Linked DNA regions of Bombyx mori: region 2 is linked to region 1. The links are chromatin contacts, called in public Hi-C maps. All regions are on one chromosome and are shown on one strand. Each heading gives the region's core, a stretch centred on a gene start, on an enhancer-like site or on the middle of the called end of the contact. The rest is flanking DNA. Distances are from core to core; before and after follow the strand shown. Region 1 holds the start of Aqp (aquaporin). Region 2 overlaps Aqp (aquaporin).

Region 1 (6,987 bases), core at 2,279-4,778:
GATGAGTCGACATAGGGCTCATGGGCGTAGTTTACAACTCGGTCGATTCGGTCTTCTTTTTTGTCTATAATTAATTATTTTTTGAAGATAATCGATTCGTAGTAATCGAATGTTACTTTTTTCATTTACCAGCTTCCGATTATTTTCTGTTCTTTTTTTCCATCTGAAGCCTAGCTCTTTCATAATTCGTCGTAAGCTTCATTCCGAGCCATTAAAATTTATATCTTCTTTAAATGTTTCGAAGCCTTTCTACGGTACGGAGTTTCGCTGCTTGTTATGTAGTTATTACGATTACATCTTTTTATTACAGATTGAACGAAACTATCCATTCCGGTAACTTTCTTCTTCCCTGATCTTTTCTTACCCGGAGTCCGCAACACGGCGAGCAAGCCAGAGCGTTTAGCTTCGTTAATAATGCACCTAACAGTACTCACTGATGTTTTTGTTGCTTCCGAAGTCTGTTTTAATTTTTCCATATCATTCTTCCCCTGTTTTATAATGAAGCAATATACGTCGTACACAAATTTTCTACCCTTTCTTTTAAGTACTACACCAGTTTGTCACGGCATAGTGTATGTGTTATAAAAAATCAACAAATAGCAATGGCAACAAAGTCCACAAGCAATTATAACAAATAACTTAACGATTAATAACGATAGACTTTCCACTGTACGCTAGCGTACTTTTGGGAGCAAGCGGAATGAGGGCGCGGTGCGGGACGCAAGGTTCGACTGATCTACCAATAACGCGCTCGATACGATTTCCCCTGCCGTCGCGCCTCACCCTCACCACCAAAGTGATCTAAAATTCGGTTCTGCGCAGTCAAGGTCATTTGCTCAAGAAGTTTGCCGATTACTATAACATATTTATTTAATCAAAATATCTACCATTATTATCTATACTATACATAGCTGCCATCTAATAGGAATGTCTTTTATGCTTTTACGATAGAACTCTGGTGATCTAGATTCTACAAACTGTGTGAAAGCATTTTGTACTGCCTCATGGGAAGAAAACATATCACGTAGAAAATTGTCCAAATCACTAAAAAGGATAGTCCGCTGGAGCAAGATCTGGCGAATACGGAGGGTGACGAATAGTTTCTAATTGCAGTCCCTGTATAGTTAAAACGGTTTCTCGTGCTGTGTGAGGTCTCGCCTTATCATTGAACAGTATTGGTGAAAATCGATTCATGAGTCGGGGCTGTTTCACTGCAAGTTTTGCTGTCATTGTTCGAAGTTCGACACAGTAGACATCTGCCGTTATTGCTTGACCAGATCGGAAAAAGCTATAATGAATAACATCATGCTGAGACCACCAAACAGTTACCATAACCTTTTTATTGCCTAAGCTTTGCTTTAGGACACTGTTGCGGTGTTTGACCTGAGATCAGCCATTGCATTTTTCGCTTACGGTTATCGTAAAGAATCCAGTTTTCATCACATGTAACAATTCGAACCAATTTTCCTTCATTTCCGTATCGATTCAACAAGACAACACAAGTTTCACTACGCGTTTCTTTCTGCAGATCAGTCAAATCATGAGGCACCCGTTCTTCATTTTTTTTTATCTTGATTTGACGCAAATGAGTCAATATTGTTGGTAACGTAACGTTAAACCATGCCGCTAATTCCTGGGTAGTTTGGCTCGGATCGGCTTTCCATCTCTTTTAATTCATTCTTATTCACATGTGTGGGCGGTCTTCCATGTGGTTCGTTCTTCTATTCTATTAAATATGTTGAAAATTTCCATCACGAAAGCTTTTAAACCAAAATCGCACGGTGCGTTCATAAGCAGTCCCCTCTCCAAACATTTACATTTGAAGACACTAAATTAACATATTTAAAATTCACACGACCCGACTCCTCGCGTTCCTGCCAAATTTAATATCCACCTTTGAGAACTTACAATCCCGCAACTGTTGTTAGGTACCATAGTCACAGGCTTAACAGTCATTGCTCTTTAACAAATTACAATTTCATCACAAATTCGTACATTTAGATAACAAAAACGTTTTCCTCAATTTTTTTAACGTATCTATTCGTCGTGAGGACAATAATACAAAAGGGTCAAAGTTTTGGGTAAATATTGGCTCAGGCCCTCATTAGGTACTTTAGATAAGGTGTTGAAATATCCATTAACCACGCTTAATGTACCCAATTCAAGCGAGGCTATGATCTCACATACTTATTGAAGTGGTGTCTTTTGTAGATTTAACTCGAAAGGATAGATCCAGATGTACTTGCATAAGACATTAGGCAAGTGCAAAGGCAAGGCACGGTGAAGGAATAACATTGTGTAATAAAAATCAAACCCGCAAAATTATAATTTGCGTAATTACTGGTGGTGGGACCTCTTGTGAGTCCGCGCGGGTGGGTACCACCGCCCTATCTATTTCTGCCGTGAAGCAGTAATGCGTTTCGGTTTGAAGGGTGGGGCAGCCGTTGTAACTATACTGAGACCTTAGAACTTATCTCAAGGTGGGTGGCACATTTACGTTGTGGATGTCTATCGGCTCCAGTAACCACTTAACACCAGGTGGGCTGTGAGCTCGTCCACCCGTCTAAGCAATAAAAAAAAGGTAATTTTACAAAAAAAAAAGTTAATTTTTGGGCAACTGACAAATAATTCTGTTGGTACCATCGTAGCACATTCTTATTTTGCTTGCTAACTGACGTGAAACACTTACATAGTGACATAGTCATCAGAAATGCAACATGAATACCGTCATCCGCCAAACACACGAGGTTGGAAATAGTTAATATTCTTCCCTTGAGAAGATCCGGTGAGAAATTCAATGGGTTTATTATTTCCTTGTGACCAGCACCCAAAGTGTTTTGAAGCAGAATTACAGGATTTTTCTTAAAAAAGATGAATAGTAAATCAATTTTCTTTGATCAACAATAGTTCCAAAGTTCACTAAATATCTGGTACTATTGTTAGTCGAAATTTATTTCTCTTTAACTGACTGTCAATGCCCGCAAGTCAGACCAGCATGCAGTCGCCGCGTTGGTTGATGATGACTGTGGACTGTGGCTCATAGATGTTATTGAAGCAGCTTCATACAGTTGCAAATCTACTTAATAAATAGCTCGCTGATCTGAATTCGACTATAATCAGTGATACCTTAAGATTGGTATTCGTTTGTCTATTTAATTTTACTTTCTTTTGTTTTTGAAATTTAGAAAAATAACATGAAATTCATACGTGGTGTGAAGAAAACCTACAAGTTTCGAATTACAACGGCGCGGTTATATTGATTTTGAAAATTGGCCTACACACAGCAGAGATTTTATTGTACATAGCTGTTTTTGTCCATTATACTAGCCCATTTATATAATCGTATTTATTTTTATTCGTACATAAATCATAATTTTACTAAATTTAAAAGTAGCTTCACGTTTTTTTTTGTCACAGCTGCTTGGTACTAGATGGCGCTACAAAATTAATGTTTCACCATTTTGACGAGGCTGTCGCTTCGATCGCAAAGCAGAACTTGCTTTTCGAGGCGGCTTGTTTAAATTGTTTAATCAAACGATATCAAAAACGCGCAACAGTCGGCTGCGGCAGGCGACATTAATCGTGACTTAAATATTAGAAAATTTTTATTTAAGTTCACGAGTCCGTATTTTCATTAACTACTTTAGTTTCACATTGTTGTAAAGACAGTACAGTGCTGTGACAGAAGTATTAATTTATTTTTTTGTTTACCGAATCGATTCAGAAAGTCATGTAAGTATTTTTCTGTTATATTTAAATACTACAATATTTCACTTTGTATTTGAATAACTTTTTACAAAAATGTATAAAGACAACCAAAAGAAACTTTGACTATTTAGTCTCGTATTAATTTTATTTCAGTCGCAGGTGACCAAATTAAAGAGACTTAAACATTAAAAAAAAGAAGAAAATCCAAAAATAATTCATTGTTTTTATTTAAAATAGAAAATATTCTTAATCAATAATACATTTATTAATTAAACCCACCTATTAATTAAATTAAGTATTTTTGGCTAACCGTTGTTAAATTTGCTTGGGATTCGCCTTATCGGTCGGAAAAATATAGTTGGTTCAGAAAATACTTTATCAATATTTGTTTCGAAACTATCAAACATTTAATTAGATCTCTTTAATGTGCACAGACTTCGTTTTTATTAGAAAATAGCTAATTGATACCAAAGACGTTTCTCTGTCATTTCAATTCGTTTTTTTGACCGTGTCGTAAATTTTTTGGGTATTCTTTCCTTATAAATCTGAAATATTATGAACATTGTAAAAATGTTGCTTAATCTCTTCAGCCGTTTTCATGTAATGCACCAACTTAGAGCCTTTAATCTTAAATTATATGGACTGGTTGATAAATCCGAGATTAAGCCGTAAAGGTAGTTTGATAGTACATACATGTATGTTATTTTAAAATTTTACTGGTGGTAGGACCTATTGTGAGTCCGCACGGGTAGGTACCACAACCCTGCCTATTTCTGCCGTGAAGCAGTTATGCGTTTCTGTTTGAAGGGTGGGCGGGGCAGTCGTAACTATACTGAGACCTTAGAACTTATATTTTAAGGTGGGTGGCGCATTTCCGTTATAGATGTCTATGGGCTCCAGTAACCACTTAACACCAGGTGGGCTGTGAGCTCGTCCACCCATCTAAGCAATAAAAAAAATGTTAATATTCCCGAATTTAACCAGAAACAAATGAAAAAACCCTTTGTGCAATGCAATTTACTATCGCATATTGTTGATAATGAAACCCAGATAATGCTGATCTATCTGTGCGATATAACACAGTAGGGCAACAAAACCCACTTATATGAAGTTGTCGAAATTGATTGATATGACGAGATATGAAACTACAATTTTCATTAATTTTTGATTTCATGTTGCTGCTCCATTTCATTATTATATTATTATTATTTTTACAATAAGTTAACAAAATATTGATATGTTCACTGACTAAAGAAACATTTGTAATTTAATGCGATGGAAACTTAATAAAACTTTTCATAGAATATACTTCGGTTAGTAGTTTAGCCTTGACTTGAATTCAATCCGACGTAAGGGACATTCTGAAGAAATTACCTAGTCCTGAATCCTTATGTAACAATACGATTTTTTCTGCAACTCATGAAAATTCGTGAAAATATTCATTCACTTCATACAGTAGTACAGTAGGCAGCGGTTTGACTATGCTCCTGGAATTGTTCATGTCACAAATGCGATTCACGTAGTGAAAAACCAACAATAGTCAAACATTATTTAGTTTAAACGGAATATTTCAATATTCAGTATATTTAATTGATTATAGTTTGGTATTAAGTTAATTTTAATCTAGTGTACGGTGCCTAAGCAGTAGTTATTCTCGCGGTGGAAAACCGGTTAAGGATATATCATCCCAGATACTCCGACCACTTGAGCGGAGCGCCAATTAGCAGAATGAATCTTTTCGACAAAATACCCGCGGTATCCCGCGGTTAACCTTTCTACGCAAGGACTTGAGATTCTGCTACACCAATTCAATTAAGAAAGAAAAAATGTCCAGGGACGGAGCTTGAATTTTTTACGCCAGTTTCATCTACCGCCTCCTCCTGGCTCTGTAAGTGTTGCGTTCAATAATAATTTAATTACTTTTGAGGAATCTACATAGAATGCTTGTAAATGAACCATACAAATAACCAATTGCATTATCGACGTTACTCTGGCGAATAACAGAGTTAAAACTAAAACTTAATCATAAGGTTCTCATATTCAAAATCATAATTATCGCGAACAATTAATCAAAGGGCAATGTAGTAATTTTCTGGCACCAATATTTTTTTTTCACTAGCTAATCAATAATAAAGCGGAATTTTTCAGTAATTAATAAAGTAATTCAATTTTTACAAACTCTAAGACGAGAGAATTATAAAGCAATTGCCAATAGTGTTGGAAGGAACCAGTGGACACACCATATTAAGCCAATTGATTTATTAAATTAGCAGCATACCCGACACCAAAACATGCTAAATGATAAGACATGACGCTCTTGACACGGAAGCAGCTGAAATGTTCTAGTAACAAATTTGAAATCAAAACTGTCGTCTACCGTTTTCTGTATGAAATTCAGATTTGCTTACCGCTTGGTTTAGATTTAAGGCGCATCAAAATTATGTCAAATGCGTGAACCATAATGTAAATGAATTGTTATTGGTACGGGTAACGTATTTCATATCTACAGACTGACAGGGAACCTCACATGAGTTTGGTTTTCTAATGACTATACAATACCAGTTATCCTACAGTTCACCATCTCGCAGAAGGAGGCGGCGGGGCGAGTGAGGCAAAGCTCTCCTCACTACGCAGAAACCCGCCGCCGCCGAGCAGGGGGTCGGGACCGGGGTCGTATCCGTGACCTGGCCCCCTAAGAGCTAGAGGTCCCACCCGTTTTGTGCGGGGAGAGACCCAGACGTGGGGTGGCGTGCTTTGCACGCTCACCCGCAGTAGGAAGCCGGGTGATGGTAGACCGCGTTCCCCCGACCGCTCTGGGGGAAGGTGTAACGCGGCGCCATCAAAGCGGGCTCTCGGCCCGCTGAACGAGGGAACCGGTGGTCGTTTCGCTGGCGGCCGCCGGTCCGGCGTCCGTGGGACGGTGGGATGGGTGTAATGTGCTCTGCGTCAACCCTGTCCCGCCGTTTCAATAGCCCCGACTGGGCTCCGGCCCGGTCCGAGGTAGGGCGCCGGTTGTGAGCGGCAGGAGTTTTTAGTGAGGTTCAACTCCCACATACCCCACCTGCCGCGCGGGTGGGGATCCGGCATTTTCTCCAGTGGAAAAAAAAAATCCTACAGTTCATTCCAATTACATTGGAATACCGGAGCTTCTAAGCATCCTTAACACTTAACAGTAGCTAAGATGGACGCACTGATCCTAGCGGGCTCACAAAAACATTCGAGACCAATTTATTTCATTGCGGGCTGGATTTTATTTCATGACACGCTCGCCAAGCTATA
Region 2 (6,987 bases), core at 1,740-4,239, 39 kb after region 1:
TTTAATAATCTAAAAAGTACATTCGACTCCTGATTAGGCTTATTTAGATATTGATCATAGAATGTAATGTTTGAAGTCGTCCTGGCCTAAAGGATAAAACGTCAGGTGCATTCGTATCGAGTGATGCAACGGTGTTCGAATCCCGCAGGCAGCCAGTTTTTCTTATGAAATACGTACTTCACAAATGTTCACAATTGACTACCACGGCGAAGGAATAACATCGTGTAATAAAAATCAAACCCGCAAAATTATAATTTGCGTAATTACTGGTGGTAGGAACTCTTGTGAGTCCGCACTGGTAGGTACCACAACCCCGCCTATTTCTGCCGTGAAGCAGTAATGCGTTTCGGTTTGAAGGGTAGAGCAGCCGTTGTAACCATACTGAGACCTTAGAACTTATATCTCAAGGTGGGTGGCGCATTTCGTAGATGTCTATGGGCTCCAGTAACACCAGGTGGGCTGTGAGCTCGTCCGTCCATCTAAGCAATAAAATAATAATAATTATGTAAAATATTTTCTGTAGGTGTGCGATGCCAATAAGCCGGACAGTAAAGCAACGGCCCCGCTCGCCATCGGCCTCACCGTGACCCTGGGTCACTTGCTCGCCGTCGACTACACCGGCTCTGCCATGAACCCAGCCCGCTCCTTTGGCTCGGCCCTCGTCGCTAGCAACTGGAGTCACCATTGGGTACGATGATTAACGCATTGATTGCCACGTAGGTCACCGGTGTCCTACACGGCGCACTAAAATAATTGTGTCGATTTCTGTTTCTAAGCGCCTGGATTACCTAACATCGCCTTCTTTTGTATTTTAATGTGTTATGGTCTTTTGGTCGGCCGCCAAACCGTTGGTTAGATCAGGTAACTGCGCTCACTGGACTCGCTGTTGCGACCGCCCTGAGAGAAGCCGAAAACCGAAGAAAATGTAAGCTGATGGTACAAAGAGCTACAAAGGGCTTTCAGGGACACGACCTTCAGCAATTAAGTATGCGACTAAGAAGAAGAATAGTCTTTTAGGTCACTTAGAAATACATTCATTCTCAGTATCTTCAGATTCAACTTTCCCAGAATCTACTAGAAATTTTAGCACCTTAGTAAGAAGATCGAAGAGAGAAATCGATATAATTACTTTAGTCCGCCACGTAGGGCATCAGTGACCTACATGGCAGTCAACGTTTTAATAATACACCTCACGAAACACAATATCATTGTAATAATATGAATACATATTTTTTTTTACATTACAAAAAAAGAAATATACATATTATCATTATTATAATAGTATTTATAAAAAAAAAATTATTAGTAATATTTTATGAAATGTTATTAAATTGTGATACGATTATCGAGTCAGTACTGCCGTTGTGCCTATATTTACTGCGAAGAAATACTGCAGCCCTTAGTTCTCACTGTAGACAATGGCATTAACTTTGTGACTAACAAAAAAATCGAATTGTTTTGTGTATCAAAATAAATAATAGTTACAAAAAACTAAAAAAATACGCCGTTATAGAAAATCCAACTAAAATATAGAAAATAAATTTTAATAAATTTGAATTAAAAATAGTATAAGAAAAAAATTGGCATGAAACAGTTTGCTTTTGAACTTTAATAAATTGACCACATATGAAACAAAATGCATCAGCATCGTATTTACACTTTCGTGACATTTTAAGTTTTTCTGGGCTTGTACAAAACACTTGATCGTTGTTTATGACTCCATGTGTGCCATATAGAGTGGAACTGTGTAAACGTAAACACCTCACTCTCATAGCGCAGTCTTTTTGAAAGTATTAAAATTAATTAAAATTTATAAAAAAATTGAAAGAGTATTATTACTATAACTATGATAAAAGCAAACTTTATACTAAAAAAAGGTATTTTATTTTCGTTTTTGTGAATAATTAACCGGAAAAACCTAGTATAAACGTCCTAACGTTTATATCCTAATAAAGAACGAATTTTTTTTTGTAGAGTTGTGTAATTAACTCTTTTAACAGATATACTGGGCTGGACCTATTGCTGGCGGTATTGCTGGTGCTTTGCTGTACGTCCACGGATTTACCGCGCCACCCCAGGAGCCGCCGACCAGATACAGATCTGTTGCCGGTGACGAAAAGGAGGTTAGGACATAATATTTAATATTTAATCCCTTTATACATGATCTTATTCAAGTAGCCGATATGCGACAAGTTTAATGTGAATACATTAAGATGTAAAATAATTAAATTAAACATAAGTGTTTACTAAACAAGCATACCGGAAGAACGGCGCCGACTGCGTGGACCGTTGAACAAAGCGTAAGCAATCAATTAATTAAACACGTTAACACTTTAATTTTAGCAGTTTTTAATAGCTGATCATAAAACTGTGTTTTATATTTGCATACCGGATGGACCGATTAGGTCGGGTATCAGTTTGTGTTATGCGGTTACCGTGGCTCGTACCTACATAAATGCACGACGTGAACACCGCAGCTCAGCACACGTCATTACGGATCCTCCGGATCCATTAATGGTGCTTTTAGGTACCTCAAGCACCGGTCACCGTCCTCGTGACGAAATGTTCACGATGGACTTCCACGGTGAAGGAATAACATCGTGTAATAAAAATCAAACCCGCATAATTATAATTTGCGTAGTTACTGGTGGTAGGACCTCTTGTGAGTCCGCGCGGGTAGGTACCACCACCCCGCCTATTTCTGCCGTGAAGCAGTAATGCGTTTCGGTTTGAAGGGTGGGGCAGCCGCTGTGACTATACTGAGACCTTAGAACTTATATCTCAAGGTAGGCGGCGCATTTACGTTGTAGATGTCTATGGGCTCTAGTAACCACTTAACAAACAGGTGAGCTGTGAGCTCATCCACCGATGTACGCAATAAAAAAAACAATTTTATTTTCAGCTGAAGCGACTTGATGGTGGTAAACTGGACGACATGGCCTGAAGTCGTGAGTCGGTGGGGCGGCCGTCGCTGCTGGTCCCGGCAGGGGCGCGTCCGCAACCCGCCCGTCCTCTCTACCAGTACAGAACTATCCTATTAAACGATACACAGTGCCTATAATAACCATGTCGTAAATCCACAAAAAAGCTTTTAACCATACTAGTACCGATCGAAAACTAACCCTACGAGAATGTGTTAGGAAAAGTTTTTCAATATTTTACGAATTCGAATTTCGTAGTGAAACAGAATCAAAATACGGCCATATTTAAAATGAAATTGTCATTTGTCATTTATTGTCACCAAGGGTTCCGTAATTATGTACAACACTAAAACAGAATTTTTATTTATGTTTTCCTGTAAAGCATCGCATTGGCATGGCATGTCCTATACTCATTATTCTTGTTAAAATGTTTATCGCAGAATTAGAAAAGAGGTGATGCTCAATTTTTTTTTTTTTATTCTAGTTCCGAAACACTGCGACAGACCGTTTTGATATGGGTAATTTTTTTCCTTCACATGTACGGATCCCTAAGGTATTGACTATCATATTAATTCCTCGCAATTTGTCACAGTAAACAGATTGTAAGGGACAGAATAAATATATCTATACCACCAATACTATTAGCTTTGTGTATGTGAACTTATTTAAGGCTAAAGAAACGGTAAGACAAGTGAACGTCTTGTATAAAAGCGTCTTCGTTTATGCCTCACGTGCCCCAGTAAATCTCAAAAGTACAATTAGTTATTTCAATCAAAAAGCATTATCAGCAATTTGAGATTATCAGATACGTAATTAAATTATATTTGTATTTTAATCGAAGTTAATATTTAAGGAATAAAACATTTTGATAGGTCTTACTTACTCATTTTTATTATTATTAATTATTATTAGTAATACATAATTAATTATTTATGTGGTAGTTGATAAATGTTACACGTTGCGTACAAACGAACACTAAGCTTAATTTATGACGGCGACACAAGGTCGATGAACTTTTTGCGGGAATAGTTTTTATACGTACATATTCGTATCTATTTTTTTGTCTTTCTTTGGCGGTCTCCATAGATAATACACTTAATATTTAAGAGCGATCTCAGCCTCCAGGAGTTATAACTTTTAGATCAATTACCTGAAAAAAAATATCTATAAACTGTATCTGTTATTAGAACCAGAACGAATTACCTACAATGTAAACTATTGTTAACGTTTCAATTTGTAAAGTTGAAGTCAAAACACAACCTTGTGCTTCTAATGCATAGATTAATTTATTACCCTTAAAAAAATAAAATACGTGTGTAATGAACATTTTCACAAAGCAAAACTAAATGTAATTATGATAGGTACTTGAAATGTGTATTTTGGATTTTTTTCACAGAACATAACTAAATATTACAATTTATAAAAATTTATTAAAACTGGTTTGTACGTAAGTGTACTTAGTTTAAGAATTTAGCAAGTTGGATTTATAAAATATATTTTAAAATATTATAAACGTAATGAAGATGTTTTATTAAGAGTTTGAACATGTTATTAACGTAAGTTGATAAATAAAGAAATTAAAAAAATATCTGTTTTAATTACACAAGTACAAGTTGGCAGGTACTTGAAATTTGAACTTATTTGACTTTAAAAGTTCATCAAACCGGTTGGTACTATAAATATTAGAACGGAGTCAGTGGTGCTCAGTTAGAAAGAAACAAGAAACACGTAGGCAATCAAATATAAATTTGTATATATTTACAAATGGTTAAACTTGTACCCGTATATTGGTGTATCAGTCGAATGCACGATTTAAGAACTCATAGATGTGAAACATTTAAAAGAAACATTCATATTTATTTATATCGATAATTTACATTCAGCGACGTCGAATTAATAATTATACACATATTTAACATAAACAAATATGTACCACCTTCACTCCGAATACGGAATGGCGTTAATAAAGCTACGAATCCCGACCCAGAATCGGACCTCAATTCATTAAAAAATGTAGTCAGGAACACTAACAATTCTACTAACGAGGCTATCAAACTATAAAATATCGTATGCTCGACGCCGATTATTCCTACCTATTCGCTGGTAGCCTAAGAGGCTATTCTAACTACACCCGAACGGGTAGGTGAGCTCACGGGCTCAACCTGAGAGAATTTGCTAACACTAACCCTAGCAAGAGCAGCGCTTCGCAGAATCTACCGATAATCCAAAGATCCGGCGAGAAACTCAGTGGATTAGTTCAATTCACATGTTCCGGGCAACGGCGGCTTTACGTTGCCCCGTCGCGGTCCGATAAATAGTTAGCGGAGGCCACTGTAAGTTTCGTGACGCGCCGCTTTATCGAAGTAGCGCTCTGACGCTTCCTTAAGATACTTACGTATCGGTACTGAATTTAAGCAGTCGTGAAGATCAACATTCCTAACATACCACGGTGCTCTGATGGCTATCCTGCAGAAACGGGTTTGGATGACCTGGAGAGTTAATGTGTGTACGTAAGGGCCACGTGAGCGAACACTACACTTGCAAAGATCATGACAAAACGTATGCAAGTTTTGTAGTGTCACCTTGTTTTGAAGGGGCAATTTACTTCGCTGCGCAGATTACTTACCTATATAAGACCAGTGGCACGGCTCTCGGTTGCGGTCAACAACTGTGACCGCGATTAACATTGAACACTATACAGTAATTTAATATTAATCAAGGAATCTAGTTTTAAATTACGGTATCTGTATTCAAATCTTAAAAACATATATGTGACTAATCGAATTTACCTTTTATTATTTATTACTGTCCTTGTTGTCTTTCTGTTTTTAATTTTTTATTATTATTTATGGTATTGTTAAATCTCTATTAATATGTTAATGTAATGCATGCTGTGATTGCCTATAATTAGAGTTGCAGTTATCAATTGCTCTATACATGTCAATGTTATTTTATGTCTTACTGTAAGCCCTGTCGGTAATCCTTAAATAAATAAATAAATAAATTATGTACTACTTGTGTATCATTCACTACCTACTCACCTCTGGAATTCATTCGTGAAAAATCTGAGGTAGAAATAAAAAACAATACGTTATTTTCTTTGTTTATTAAAGAACCAATCAAAATAAATGCAAAAACTTCTTGTTCATTATGATGACTTAGGAGCTTTATAAAGTTTTCTAACGGAATATGTACACGATTTTATGAACCAAAAAAATAAACCGATGTGATCCAAATATATACTTAAGTGTGTACTTAAATAACAATAATAGACTTGATTAAATACAGTAAATTATGAAATATCGTGTACTGGTAGAGTTTACAAACATCAAAACGGTTTTTTTTTAAATTCATAATATAAATTGAAAGTATTTTAGATGAACAGATATGGTAATTAAAGTTAATATTGATTTATATATTACTTTAGATTTTGAATTATGTGTTTTTCTATAATGATAAAAACTTTAATGATTTAGATGAATAAATTGTTTTCCTAAAGATTAAATTAAATAATACAAACAAGGACGAAATCGACAGGTGTGTAGCTTGCGCGTGACTATAAAATAGAACAAGATGATATACAGTCAAACCTGGGTAAGTGAGAACTGGATAAGTGAGAAAACTCTATAAGTGAGAGTAATAGCCAGGACCCGTCATTTTTAGCTCCTAAAACCTCTATTAGCGAGAGACAGAAACCTCTGTAAGCGAGAGTCGTTTTTTCCCTCATGGACCTCCGTAAGTCAGACTGCTACTTATCTATACCTCTATAAGCGACAGTCGAGCTTTATTTATTTATAATAATATTATTTAGGAGGAACAAATGACAAAACAAATTACAAATTTAACATCTGCTATTTTATGACTCATTCTTAAATTTTATGGAACTTTTTAACATTGTTTTTGTATTGTTTTCTCGTCAATATAGAACCTATTCTATTTCATAGAACTAAATAACGTTGTTATTTTATCGCATTCTTTTCGAATGGACACGTGTCCCTGTGTACCGTCCTGTTTGTCGGACTTATTCAGTTTATCGTTAATCAATTGCGAGGGAAAAATATGTTCT

What was found. A called contact is a pair of places that touch in the nucleus more often than the background predicts.
Region 2: a Hi-C map of midgut shows a contact between it and region 1, with 3 times the contacts expected there. The contact joins the enhancer-like site here to the promoter of Aqp in region 1. A contact is called at or near these places in 2 of 7 Hi-C or Micro-C datasets (midgut and whole pupa).

Annotation. Positions count from the first base shown.
Region 1 is chr15:9,600,980-9,607,966 of ASM3026992v2, forward strand. Aqp (aquaporin) reads left to right here and starts at 3,529. Exons shown (of 7, transcript NM_001160189.1): 1 at 3,529-3,732. It overlaps LOC134200203 (a long non-coding RNA gene), which reads right to left. Exons shown (of 2, transcript XR_009975015.1): 2 at 3,912-4,253.
Region 2 is chr15:9,640,497-9,647,483 of ASM3026992v2, forward strand. It overlaps Aqp (aquaporin), which reads left to right. Exons shown (of 7, transcript NM_001160189.1): 5 at 524-688; 6 at 2,001-2,123; 7 at 2,903-4,498. The coding sequence ends at 2,944. It overlaps LOC101742984 (exostosin-3), which reads right to left. Exons shown (of 11, transcript XM_012692397.4): 11 at 6,013-6,987. Among protein-coding and RNA genes, the nearest start is that of LOC101742984, 16 kb to the right of the region's middle. Within about 2 kb of position 2,990, at least 2 of the 8 cell types and tissues checked have open chromatin away from gene starts, as enhancers often do.